Linked DNA regions of Mus musculus: region 1 is linked to region 2. The links are chromatin contacts, called in public promoter capture Hi-C maps. All regions are on one chromosome and are shown on one strand. The core of a region is the stretch at or near the end of the contact, and the rest is flanking DNA. Distances in the headings are between cores, read along the strand shown.

What was found. Capture Hi-C pulls out chosen DNA fragments and counts their contacts.
Region 1: a contact with region 2 is called in a promoter capture Hi-C map of liver. The contact joins the promoter of Actn4 here to the promoter of Sycn in region 2. A contact is called at or near these places in 2 of 115 datasets of contacts at active chromatin or transcription factors (embryonic stem cells and pancreatic cancer cells) and 1 of 9 other capture datasets (liver).

What each region holds. Positions count from the first base shown.
Region 1 is chr7:28,959,149-28,964,795 of GRCm38.p6, forward strand. It overlaps Actn4 (actinin alpha 4), which reads right to left and starts at 3,184. Exons shown (of 21, transcript NM_021895.3): 1 at 2,871-3,184. The coding sequence starts at 3,035.
Region 2 is chr7:28,537,048-28,542,691 of GRCm38.p6, forward strand. It overlaps Sycn (syncollin), which reads left to right and starts at 3,838. Exons shown (of 2, transcript NM_026716.3): 1 at 3,838-4,257; 2 at 5,027-5,163. The coding sequence starts at 3,863. The coding sequence ends at 5,036.

The DNA of each region.
Region 1 (5,647 bases), core at 1,934-4,433, 420 kb after region 2:
CAAACTAGGGAAGAGAACTAGGACTCAATTGCTCAAGAATTTTTTATAGGCCTGTAGTTCCATGTAGTACTCGGGGAGGCTGAGGCACATGGATCACCTGAGCCCAGGACTCTGGAAAACCTGAACATAAACCCAGACTAAAACGACACAATAATAATTTTTGAAAACTAGCTCAGTCCCCTGTCCTCCCACAAATGTTCAAGGCTGCCCTGTGAAACACCTGCTGCATAACTTCCTTATGGATAATGTCTTGGGTATAGGGGTGCCTAGAATTCAGAGTGAAGGGCTTTCAGGTAAGAGACAGACTCTTGACTTGAGCCAGCCCCTGCTTCAGCTGTTCTGGCCACAGAATTTGAATGTGTGAACAGGTACATACGAGACTATCACTGTCCCTGTGGTGGGAGTTATCTATATGCCTTGGAGAGGCAAGAAAGGCCTGTCATTCACATTTACAGAAGTTGTTCTGGTACGTGGGATAAGGCCCAGTCATAAAACAAAACAGAAAAGTCCTAGCGATCCTGTTGGGGGTTTGGCTGAGAGCTCTTGTATGAGAGATAAAAAGCACTGGCTGGTATATTCCTTTCATAACTCCTAACCCCACGGCACCAGAGAGCTTAGTTATGCAGGACAGGGTGGAGAGGTGAAGCAATTCTTTTCTCCTAAAGAACAGCTAAGTGTAAATATTTGCTGGAGTAGGTTATAAAGCAAGCATACTAGAGCAGGGCCTTTTCAGAGCCGCTGAAGCAACGTTAGAGAACACTGTGAGCCATCCTGTTCTCAACCTTTCCTGGCTGGGAAGGAAGGGAACCAGGAAGGAGCAGGGGAAAGTGACACAGGCAGCCATGGGGATTCTGGTGAGTCCTGGTTCTGCCTAGGGTCTGAATGCACACCAACCTCACCACCCTAAAGAGAGGGGCTAAAAAAAAAGGAGGCACCAGAGGTTGGTATTTGTGAAAGGAGGATGACCCCTACTCCAGTTATCTAAGGAAAGGGGGGGGGGGGGGCACTGCACAGTTCCCTAAACATTAGAAAAGAAAGATCCAAGACATTCTCAAAGCGGACGCTGTGACCCGTTTCCTTCCAACTTTCCAAGTCTTTTGGCAACTTTCAACCTTTTCCTCTCAAGGCCTCAGGCAATAAATAATTGTTGAGATCCAGACTAGATCTCCCCTGCCTTTCAAAATGCACTCATTCCCCAGCTACCACTCCTCAGCTATTTTACACACTGCAGACTTCCACCCCCCTAGTGACTGCAGACAGCATACAAGCTGACAGTCCGACTGGGCCACAGTTACACCAGGTCCCACCTCAGGCTTTCCAGGCACTGCAGCTTCTCCCACCATTGACCCTCCAGACTGGGTGACTGGACCCAGCCATATAGCAACTTCCCTGCCCCCCCCCGGGGGGGGGCATCTGGTAAATGTCATCAAACCGGCTCTCTCCCACACCCTCAGGGCCCCGCTCCCAACTCCCAAAGTCCCAACTCCACGCACATCCCGTCTGCAGAGTCACCAAAAGCACATTCCTGATCGCCCTGAGAGCAAGGGTCTTGTCCTGAAGTCACAGTGCCCATCAGTAAGTTACAAAAAAGTCTCAACCTCTAGAAAGCATGAAGTAGCTTCTAACTTCAATTTTAATTTCCCACTCTCCTCACACTCTTGCGAACCATCCCCCACATTCTCACCCACTCAACACACCCTTCTTTAGCTCTTTCTGCATACACTCACACCCTCTCTCCCATCACTCCTAGCTTCCCTCTCAACCACCCAACACATCTCCACTCCTGGCCTCCTACTCTGACCTCCACTCCATACTGTGGCTTCCCTTTAGCATCGCCCCCACACTCCTAAATACCATCAGGAAATACTATTTTAATACCCCTTCACCTACCCTCCCCATCAAAAGACACTACTCTCCCAGAACACTCATTTCTTCCTCACTCAATGAACCCCCAAGTCTTTTAATCAGGCATTCCTAATCAGACTTCCATTTTCCCAAACTAACCCCCTCCCATTATCCTCCATCCCTGCTCCTACTGTCTTCCACTATTCTCACTGTTGAACTATTTCCCCGTGAACCTGGAACCTTAACTGTTTCACTACCTCTCCCTTCTTCAAAGCACCCACACTCTTTTGGGTCTCCCCATCAATTCTAATTACGCCCCTATCCTTTTCTTTTTACAGCAAGGCGCCCTCAATAAATCTCACCCTCCTCACACAAACATCTTTTTTGTTCCTAGGCCCCTAACTTCTGTCCTGAACACCTACCTTCTCAGACCCCTAGTCCCATCAGACCATCTTAACACCTACTCACCACACACCCTAGCCCATGCAGGCCCCCCTCCCTGTCTCAGGATTCCACAATCCTCTCCTTAGTGCCCCCTTTTTACCTTTCCTGATTCTTCATCTCTTCTAGAACCACCCCCCAACACACACACACACACACACACACACACACTAAGGCTTCCTGCAATTCCAATCTCTTCTTCAGACTCTCTGCACTCCAGACTATCTCCTCCATACTAGGATTCCCAAACCAAATACTATCCAGGCTCACCAATTCCCTTCCTGGACCCCATTGCTTGCCTGGGCCCCATCAATGCTTCCTCTGATCCAACAATCTCGCCTTAAAACCTAGTTCCATTGCAACCTCCCGAATCATCATCTCGTTTGTCCCAGTTCCCCGTGTCTCCTACCTGGCCGCCACTTCCCCCCTCCCCCTCCAGATTCCCAATTGCTTCCTTAAGCTCTGTAATCCCTCTCCGGGACTGCAAACCCGTTCCCGAACCCGCCAATTGTCTCCCAGGACCCTCCTCCAGGCCTCCCCGCCACGCGCAGGACGCCACCCAGCCCGGGTCACGGGCCGCGCACCTTGCGCTGCTGCTTCTCCCAGGCCGGGTCCAACAGCAGGTCCCGGTCCCAGTCATCCTCCTGGGCCATGTAGTCGCCCATGCTTCCGCCGCCACCCGCGCCATTGCCGCCGCCGCTGTTCGGGCCGTACTGGTACGCCTGGTTCGCTGCGTGGTAGTCCACCATTCCGCCGCCTTTCGCTAGCCCGCCAGCCGGTCCGCTACCGCCTCAGCTCCCGCCCCTGTGCCGGAGGCTCCGACTCGGCCGCCGCTTCAGCTGCTTTCAGCCCGCCCAAGACTGACGCCTGCGCAGTTCACTTGCCGCGCCTGCGCACTGCGCTGCCGCCGCCGCCCTCCCGCGCGCGCGCACCTGAGGAGGCCCCGGGCTCTCGGCGCCGGCGCAGAACGCACCTCCGGCTGCCCGCCCAGCGTGGGAGCCCAGGCGCTTCTAGCGGGAACGCGCGCGTCACCCCGTGTGGGCGGGGCCCAAGTCATGAATGATTCATAAGGCGGGGCTCCTCATCCGGCTTTAACCTGTTTCGGGGTGGAATGTGTTCCCATTCAGCCATTCAGACATAATCAAGATTTATTTGGCTGCCTGCTATGTGTGAGACCGTGTTTTCTGCCTTGGCATTAAAGAAGTCAGGAAAAGTCCCCACCCTTTCGAAACTATATACTATAAACCTTGCACGATGGAACGTGGGATCTCTGTTCTCAGGCCGCAGAGACTGAACGACAGATAACATGTTGGAGCTTGGGTTACACAGGAAGACCAGTCTTAAATTAAATAAATAATCGAGCTTAAAACTGGGCATGGTGGGCCGGACAGTGTTGGCGCACGCCTTTCATCCCAGCACTTAGAGGCAGAAGCAGGTGGATTTCTGAGTTCGAGGCCAGCCTGGTCTACAGAGTGAGTTCCAAGACAGCCAGGGCTCCACAGAGAAACCCTGTCTCGAAACAAACAAGCAAACAAATAACTGGGCATGGTGACACATACCTTAGATCCCAACTGGAGGTGTGGACAGGAGGGTTCAAGGCCAGACTTACTTAGTACACAGCGAGTTTGAATCTAGTGTGGGCTACATGAGGACCCTGTCTTAAAAAAAGAAAAGAAAAGAAACTCTAGAATGGGCTGGATTTGTAAAGTCTTCTGGGAAAAGGGAAAAGGTAGATATTTAAAGAAACTCTTTCAAAGATACGTCGAGTTAGATTGGACTGGGATAGCTAGTTAGCAGGGAAGGCAAGGGGTCCTTTTGGACTTGTCTATCTTCATTCTCGCAGCAAATACTATGCACCTACTACATGCAGCCACTTTCCAACTACGGACAGCATGGTAAGCCAGGTCAGTTATCAAACGACTAACTTTGTAGGAGAGATGGGCAACAATAAGAATTATGGAAACCAGGCATGGTGGTGTATTAATCCCAGCACTCAGGAGGCAAAAGCAGGCAGAGCACTGAGTTTGAGGCCAGCCTGATAGACAGAGTGAGTTCTAGGATAGCCAGAAAAACCCAGTCTCAGAGGGGGAAGTGGGGGTAGGTAGAGGAGAAAAGAAACACACACGGAATAATAATAGTGCCTCATTGAAGGCCATCTGATAACCAGAGGGGCCATCTCCATCTTGAAAGGTGACTTCCTGCTTCCAGCTGCTCAGGAAACCTTAATCCTCCCTTATAGGGCTTCTTACAAAGAGGCAGCCAGCAGCCACCATTCCAAGCCTTCTTCCTGCCACCCCCACTCTTCTGCCTCCAGCCTTTGGGTTTGATTTCTTTGAAATTTACATGTATTTATTGTGTGGGTCAGGGGTGCCCATGTCATGTGTGCTGGTCAGAGCTCATCTGTGCTTCTACCACCTGGGGTCCTAGGGGTCAGACTCAGGTTGACCGGCTCGGTTGCAAACTCCTTAACAACTGAAGCATTTGGAGCTGTTGGTTTGGTTTTGTTTGAAACAGGGCCTGAGCTGGGCATGGTGGTGCACACCTTGAATCCCAGCACTTGGGAGGCAGAGGCAGATGAATTTATGAGTTGGAGGCCAGCCTGGTCTACAGAGTGAGTTCCAGGACAGCCAGGGCTCTACAGAGAAACCCTGTCTCGAAAAACAAAAACAAAAACAAACAAACAAAAAAACAAAAAAAAGAAAGAAAGAAAGAAAAAGGAACTGTTTAAAAAAAGAAAAAAGAGGGGCTGGAGAGATGGCTCAGCCGTTAAGAGCATTGACTGCTCTTCCAGAGGTCCTGAGTTCAATTCCCAGCAACCACATGGTGGCTCACAACCATCTGTAATAGGATCTGATGCCTTCTTCTGGTGTCTCTGAAGACAGCTACAGTGTACTCGTCATATATATAAAAAATAAATAAATAAAAGCTTTAAAAACAAAACAAAACAAAACAGGGCCTGTAGCCCAGGCGGGCCACTAATTCACAGTGTAGCAGATGACCTTTGGCCACTAACCCACCTCCCGCCACCTCCTAAACTCTTGTCCCTCCTTTTCTTTTGCTTTCTTTCTTCCCTTCCCCTCCCCACTCTGTCTTTTTTTTTTTCCCCCTCCTAACAGGATCTCACTACCTCGAGCCCTGCCTGGTGTGGAACTCAGAGAAGAGCCTTCCATAGCCTTAGCAGAGCACTGCTGGGTCAGACACCTGAATCGGACCACAGCCCTCCCTCCCTGCTCTCCTGTGCTTCCCACGCTTAGAAGTCAGAAAGCCTGGACGGGCTGCTGGGGTTGCTTTTTCCTGGTCTAGACCCGCCCTTCCTTAGTAATTAAAAAATTTTTCATTAGCTAAAACTCAGTGGTAAGGT
Region 2 (5,644 bases), core at 2,588-5,087:
TGGATGCAGATGTAGGTGACTGTCCCACACTTTGGTGTCTTTGGCTCCATGTCCATAGAGCCAAGAGTGGGGCCTCCATGACCCTGAAGCCCAGGAAGTGCTCTGGGAAGTTAACAGTTGGAGATTAGATTCCATGAATCATGAGATGAGGAGGAGGAATCCAGATCTGTGTGTGCTCTGGGGCAGGGCCAGGCTCTCAGGCTCACGCTAAGAATGGCACTGACCTCCAGCTGACCGGCAGGTCCCGGACTCAGGCCCTGCACATTTATACATACAATTTCGTATTTATCCCATATTTTCTGTTAGGTATTTGTAGTGCATTGATAAATAACAATGACGTGGATTGTTTGTAATGGTTTAGAGTCATTATAAATGACATCATTGATTAATATGATCATCTATGATTTCAGAGGCCAAGAAGAAACTGAGGCTCAGAAAGATTACCTGTCTCTGCCCAAAGTCACTCAGAAAGTACACAGCAGAGGCCAGATCTAAGCTCCCGAGCTGGGGAGATGGCTCAGTGGGTAAAGGGCTTGCCTTGCGTGCGTGAGGACAGGGGTCCCGGTGCAAGCCTGTGACCTTATTACTGCGAGGTGCAGGGCCATGAAGGAGACAGGGTCTGGATACAGGCAGTTTTGCTCCGTAGGCAATTGTGTTACATGTTTGGCTTCATTAAAATTATATTTATTGCTACTGTTTGCATGTACATGAGGTAGGGAGAGGCATGAGGAGGTAACAGGAGAAAGTTGTGAAACTGGCGCTTCTCCTTCCACCTGTATGTAGTTATGTGGATCTATGTAGTGTGTGTGCGTATTCAAGTGCGCATGCGTGCGAGCGTGCATGTGTTCGTGTTAGAGTTCAGAGGTCACCATCCAGTGCCTTCCTCAGTCACCCTTTACGCTTTTTGTTTTTATTTGTTTGGTTCTTACTTTTGCTTTAAAAGAAAGTATCTCATTACGTAGCCCTGGGTGGCTGCCTAGAACTTGTTAGACCAGGCTAGCCTCAGACTCACAGATCTCCACTTGCCTCGGCCTCCTGGGTCCTGGGATTAAAGGTGAACTCCACCATTCAGCTCTCCACTTGTTTTTGCTATTAAACAATGTAAATCATTTTTGCTCTACATGTACGAGTGTGCCACCTAGGTGTCTAATGCCGTGAAGCCCGGAAGAAAGGGTTGGGTCCACTGGAACTGGAGTTATAAGCAGCTCTAAGCCATTACGTGGGCTCTGGAAACTGAGGCCTGCTCCTCTCTCTGGCAGTGCTCTTAACTGCTGAGCCATTCTTCCAGCCTCTGTCCACTTATCTTTGAGACCGGGTCTCCCTGGGACCTGGAGGCCGCCAGATCAGCTGTTGTGCCTACTGGGGAGCAGGAGCTCTGCCTTTCCCGGCACTGGATTAAAAGCTCTGCGGGTGTGCCTGGCCATCTGCACTGGTGCTGGGATTTGAACTCCGGGCCACATATTGCAGGCTTTTGGTTTGGTTTGGCTTGGTTTGGTTTGGTTTGGTTTTTTTCTGAGACAGAGTTTCTCTGTGTAGCCCTGGCTGTCCTGGAACTCACTCTGTAGACCAGGCTGGCCTCGAACTCAGAAACCCGCCTGCCTCTGCATACATGGTGGCGCTAGAGATGAGTCCCTCACACATGCAAGGCTCATCCTCCATCACTGACTTCCATCCCAGGCACCGAAACACACTGTCAGCCATCCACTGTCACCATTACAATCCAACAAACAGCATTGGAGAAAAGCACTGTCCATTTCCCAGGCGAAGAGACTGTGTGGGGTGCATGTCTATAATGCAGCACTAGGGAGGCTGAGACAGGAGGATGGCTGTAAGTTTAAGGCCAGCTATGTTGGGAGCTATTAAGGCAACGCTATTGTCCTGATCTCTAAATTGGGCCTCTCCCTCCCCCCACCCCAGAAGAAAAGAGGGTCAAAAGCGGGCCACCGACACACTGCTCTGAGAACAACCACAGAAGGTTCCAGCCCTAAATCATCGCAGATGTCCTGACCACACCCTGATACCGCCAAGTTCCTGCTTCCAGGTGTAACTGCCTAAAGAATGTGCAATTCTATTGCCCCACCCCTCCCACTGATAAGTACCTGTACTTCCCCTTTTCCTTGTACAATTCTATTGCCCCATCCTTCCTGCTGAAAGGCACTTCCCCTTTTGCTTGTGCATTTAAGCCTTGGGCCTTTCTCAATACAGTGGGGTCTTGATGCAATTCAGAACATTTCCGGGTCGTTATTCGCACCAGACCCTCGTCTCTCTCTACCCACCATTTGGTTCTTAGGAGAAGGTCCCCTCGAGACCCTCGAATAACTGGACCTGCTGGACGGGTCACAGCTATATATTGAGACCCTACCTCAGAAAACTAAAATAAGAGGAGAAGGTAAAAAAAGAAGGAGGAGGAAGAGGAGAAGGAGGAGGAGGAGGAAGAGGAGGAAGGAGAGAAGGAGGGGAGAAAGCCTCCAGGTGTGGCTGGAGGCTGTGGGTTCTATACCCAGAACCACACACAAACAGAACTCCAGCTCTTGAGGTAAGGGAGAGGGTGGACGCCACGCCCCTGTCCTCTCCCCTGCCTGTGCTTTTGGGTGGAGGGAGGGGTGGGGAAGAGGAAGCTCATCTCTTCGTCCATTTGTAAACACTCCGTATAGCATAGCTACATCTAGATTTTGGGAACCCTTTTTAATTCACCAAGTACTTATTTAGTTAAGTTAATATCCCCAGCCCTTTCAGTTGTACAAACAGTCTCACTCTGTAGCCCAAGCTGGCCCACAGCTTCTTCTCCTACCTCAGGTTCCTCAGTGCTGGGATTTGAGGTCTGTGCCGACTTTTTCAGCCTTTCCCTTTTATCTTTCTCTTCCCTTTTTATGTGTCCATGTGTCCGTGTGTGGCATATGCACACACGTGTGAGATATATGCATTAATGTGCATGTGTACACAAAGGCCACAGGAGGGCTGATCTATCTATTCTGATCCATCAACAAAGTAATGTCAAGAGACGAGGTCTCTCACTGAACCTGGAGCTAGGCTGCCAGTCAGCAAGTCTCAGCCATCCTCCTGCCTCTGCCCCCTGCAGTGCTGGTGTTATAAGTGCCACATTCCCATGGGTGCTGGGGCTCAGAACTCAGGTTTCCCTGCTGAGCCATCTCTCCAGTCCTGACTTTTCCCATTTAAAACCTTTAATTTATTTTTTAATTATGTGTGAACATGCATGTCTCTGTGGGTGTGCGTGCATGTGATTGTAAGGTGCCCATAGACGCCCAAAGTGATGAGTCTCCTGGATCATGGCCCTCTTCAAGGATATGAACTCGGAATCATCTCCTTTCTATCTATCTATCTATCTATCTATCTATCTATCTATCTATCTATCTATCTATCATCTATCTATCTATCTATCTATCTATCCCCCATTCACCCAGGATCCCAAATACATCCCCAGGGCTTTGACTCCTATTTGCTTTGTAGCCAAAGATAACCTTGAGCTCCTGATCCCCCTGCCTCTACTTCCTCATTGCTTTCCCCCACCACAGCTACTCTGTAAACAATGGCAAGGGATCAAATCCCAGGTTTTACGAGTGCTAGGCAAACACTCTGAGCCTTATCTCCAACCCCTAGACTGTCTTTAACCAGTCCAAGGCGTTAGGGTTTTATCCCCATCTTGTATTTACTATTCAGTGGTGTGATGTTTTCCACACTGCTCAGGTAGGTCTCTGGTGCCAAGGACAGGGGGCGTGTCCTCATTCCAGTGAGCGCCAAGGACAGGGGGTGTGTCCTCATTCCTCCCTTGTCTTTATCTCATATATTCTCTCTTCCCATGGGTCATAAGTGCACCTCAGACCTCTCATGGTTCATTGTCACCATGTCCCTGCTGTGCCCACTGCTGCTGGCTTTAGCCCTGGTGGCTGTCCCTGGTGCCCATGGCAATTGCCCGGTGCCCGCAGACCTGAAGAAGTCAGATGGGACGCGTACGTGCGCCAGACTCTATGAGAAGAGTGATCCATACTATGACAACTGCTGCCAGGGGCCCGTGTTGTCTGTGGAGCCAGGTACTGACCTGCCCTATCTGCCCTCGGGCTGGTCTAACACTGCATCGTCTCTGGTAGTGGGCCAGCGCTGTGAGATCACTGTGTGGTCTCTCCCCGGTAAGCATGGCAAGACCCGCAAGTTCACCGCGGGTTCTTACCCTCGCCTGGAAGAGTACCGCAAAGGCATCTTTGGAGACTGGTCCGACTCCATCTCTGCCCTCTACTGCAAGTGAGTACCTACCCAATCCCACCACCCAAACCCAAGGCTCGCTCCCACAGAATCCAGAGACCCCCAGATTCATACTAAGAAAAGTAGATTTCTCCTTAGAAACTGTTCCTGGAGGTCCCATCTCTGAGTGCACCCCCTAGACTAATCCTGTCATCTTCTATCTTATGGCCCTCACCACCACCCCTAGGCTCTTAGACAAACTCTAGGCTCCCCATACCAGGAAGTCAACAATGCCAACCAACTTGTGCCTCCATTCTAGAAACCCTTCCACTCAGCGCCGCCCTAATTCTGCACTTGCATGAGGTTTCCTGGCCTAAGAATGAGGGGGTCACTGGCTCCTCTGGGGTCCTTAGACCCCTAAGCCAGCCCTGCCTCATTACATTCGAAAGCCCCTAGATCCAACTCTGAGACTTAAAAACCTCTCAGGCCTCGAGACCCCAGGCCCAAATCTTGAAGAGTCAGTCTGGTCTAACCCTCCACCCCCACCCACTTTGTTTAGATTAGCCCCAAATCCTGAAACCATTTGTAGACCTCCCAGGCTCATTCCTAGTGGTCCCCAGGTCCAGCAATCGTCCCAAGACCCACAGACCTCGGGTATCCTCTGTTTCACTGTAACAACACCCCAAGTCAGCTCAGCGGAATCCCTCAAAAAAAAAATGCCTGACCCCAAGCTCCTCAACCTGGAGCCTTGAACCCCTCCTCAGACCTTCCCACACGGGACAATCTCTGTCCGGACACCCCCTGTTGGGAATTCATGTTTCTGTTACAGGTGCTATTGATGCCTTGAGGCTCTGTCTACCCAGCCTGGCCTTGGGAATTGCTGTAGCTCCAAGAGCCAGGAGGCAAGATGACCCCACGACCTGCTCTCATAGCTTCCCTGTAATACAGCCCTTTCAAAGTTACAACCCTGTGTGACATCTGTGTGTGTTTGAGACCCAGCATCCACGGGTGGGTAGAATAGGAGACAGCAGAGTGATCAGATCTGAGTCAGACCATACTGGGGACGCAGCCTTTGATTGTAATTTGGGTTGGGATGAACAAAGACATCCAGGGAGCAGGAGCGAGCACTGCTGGCTGCTGTCTAAATATTTAAACACTTCTTGATTACTTCTCGACATTAATGCCTATAACGTCAGGGTCATTCTAGGACCTTGTGCCAGGGTAGAACCACAGTGTATTGGATGATGTGGTAAGAGGCAGCGGCTCTACCATTGAGCCACGCCCCCAGCCCCTCACTGGGGGATTCTAGGCAGGGACTCTACCACTGAGCCACGCCCCCAATCCCTCACTGGGGGATTCTAGGCAGGGGCTCTACCACTGAGCCACGCCCCCAATCCCTCACTGGGGGATTCTAGGCAGGGGCTCTCCCACTGAGCCACACCTACAT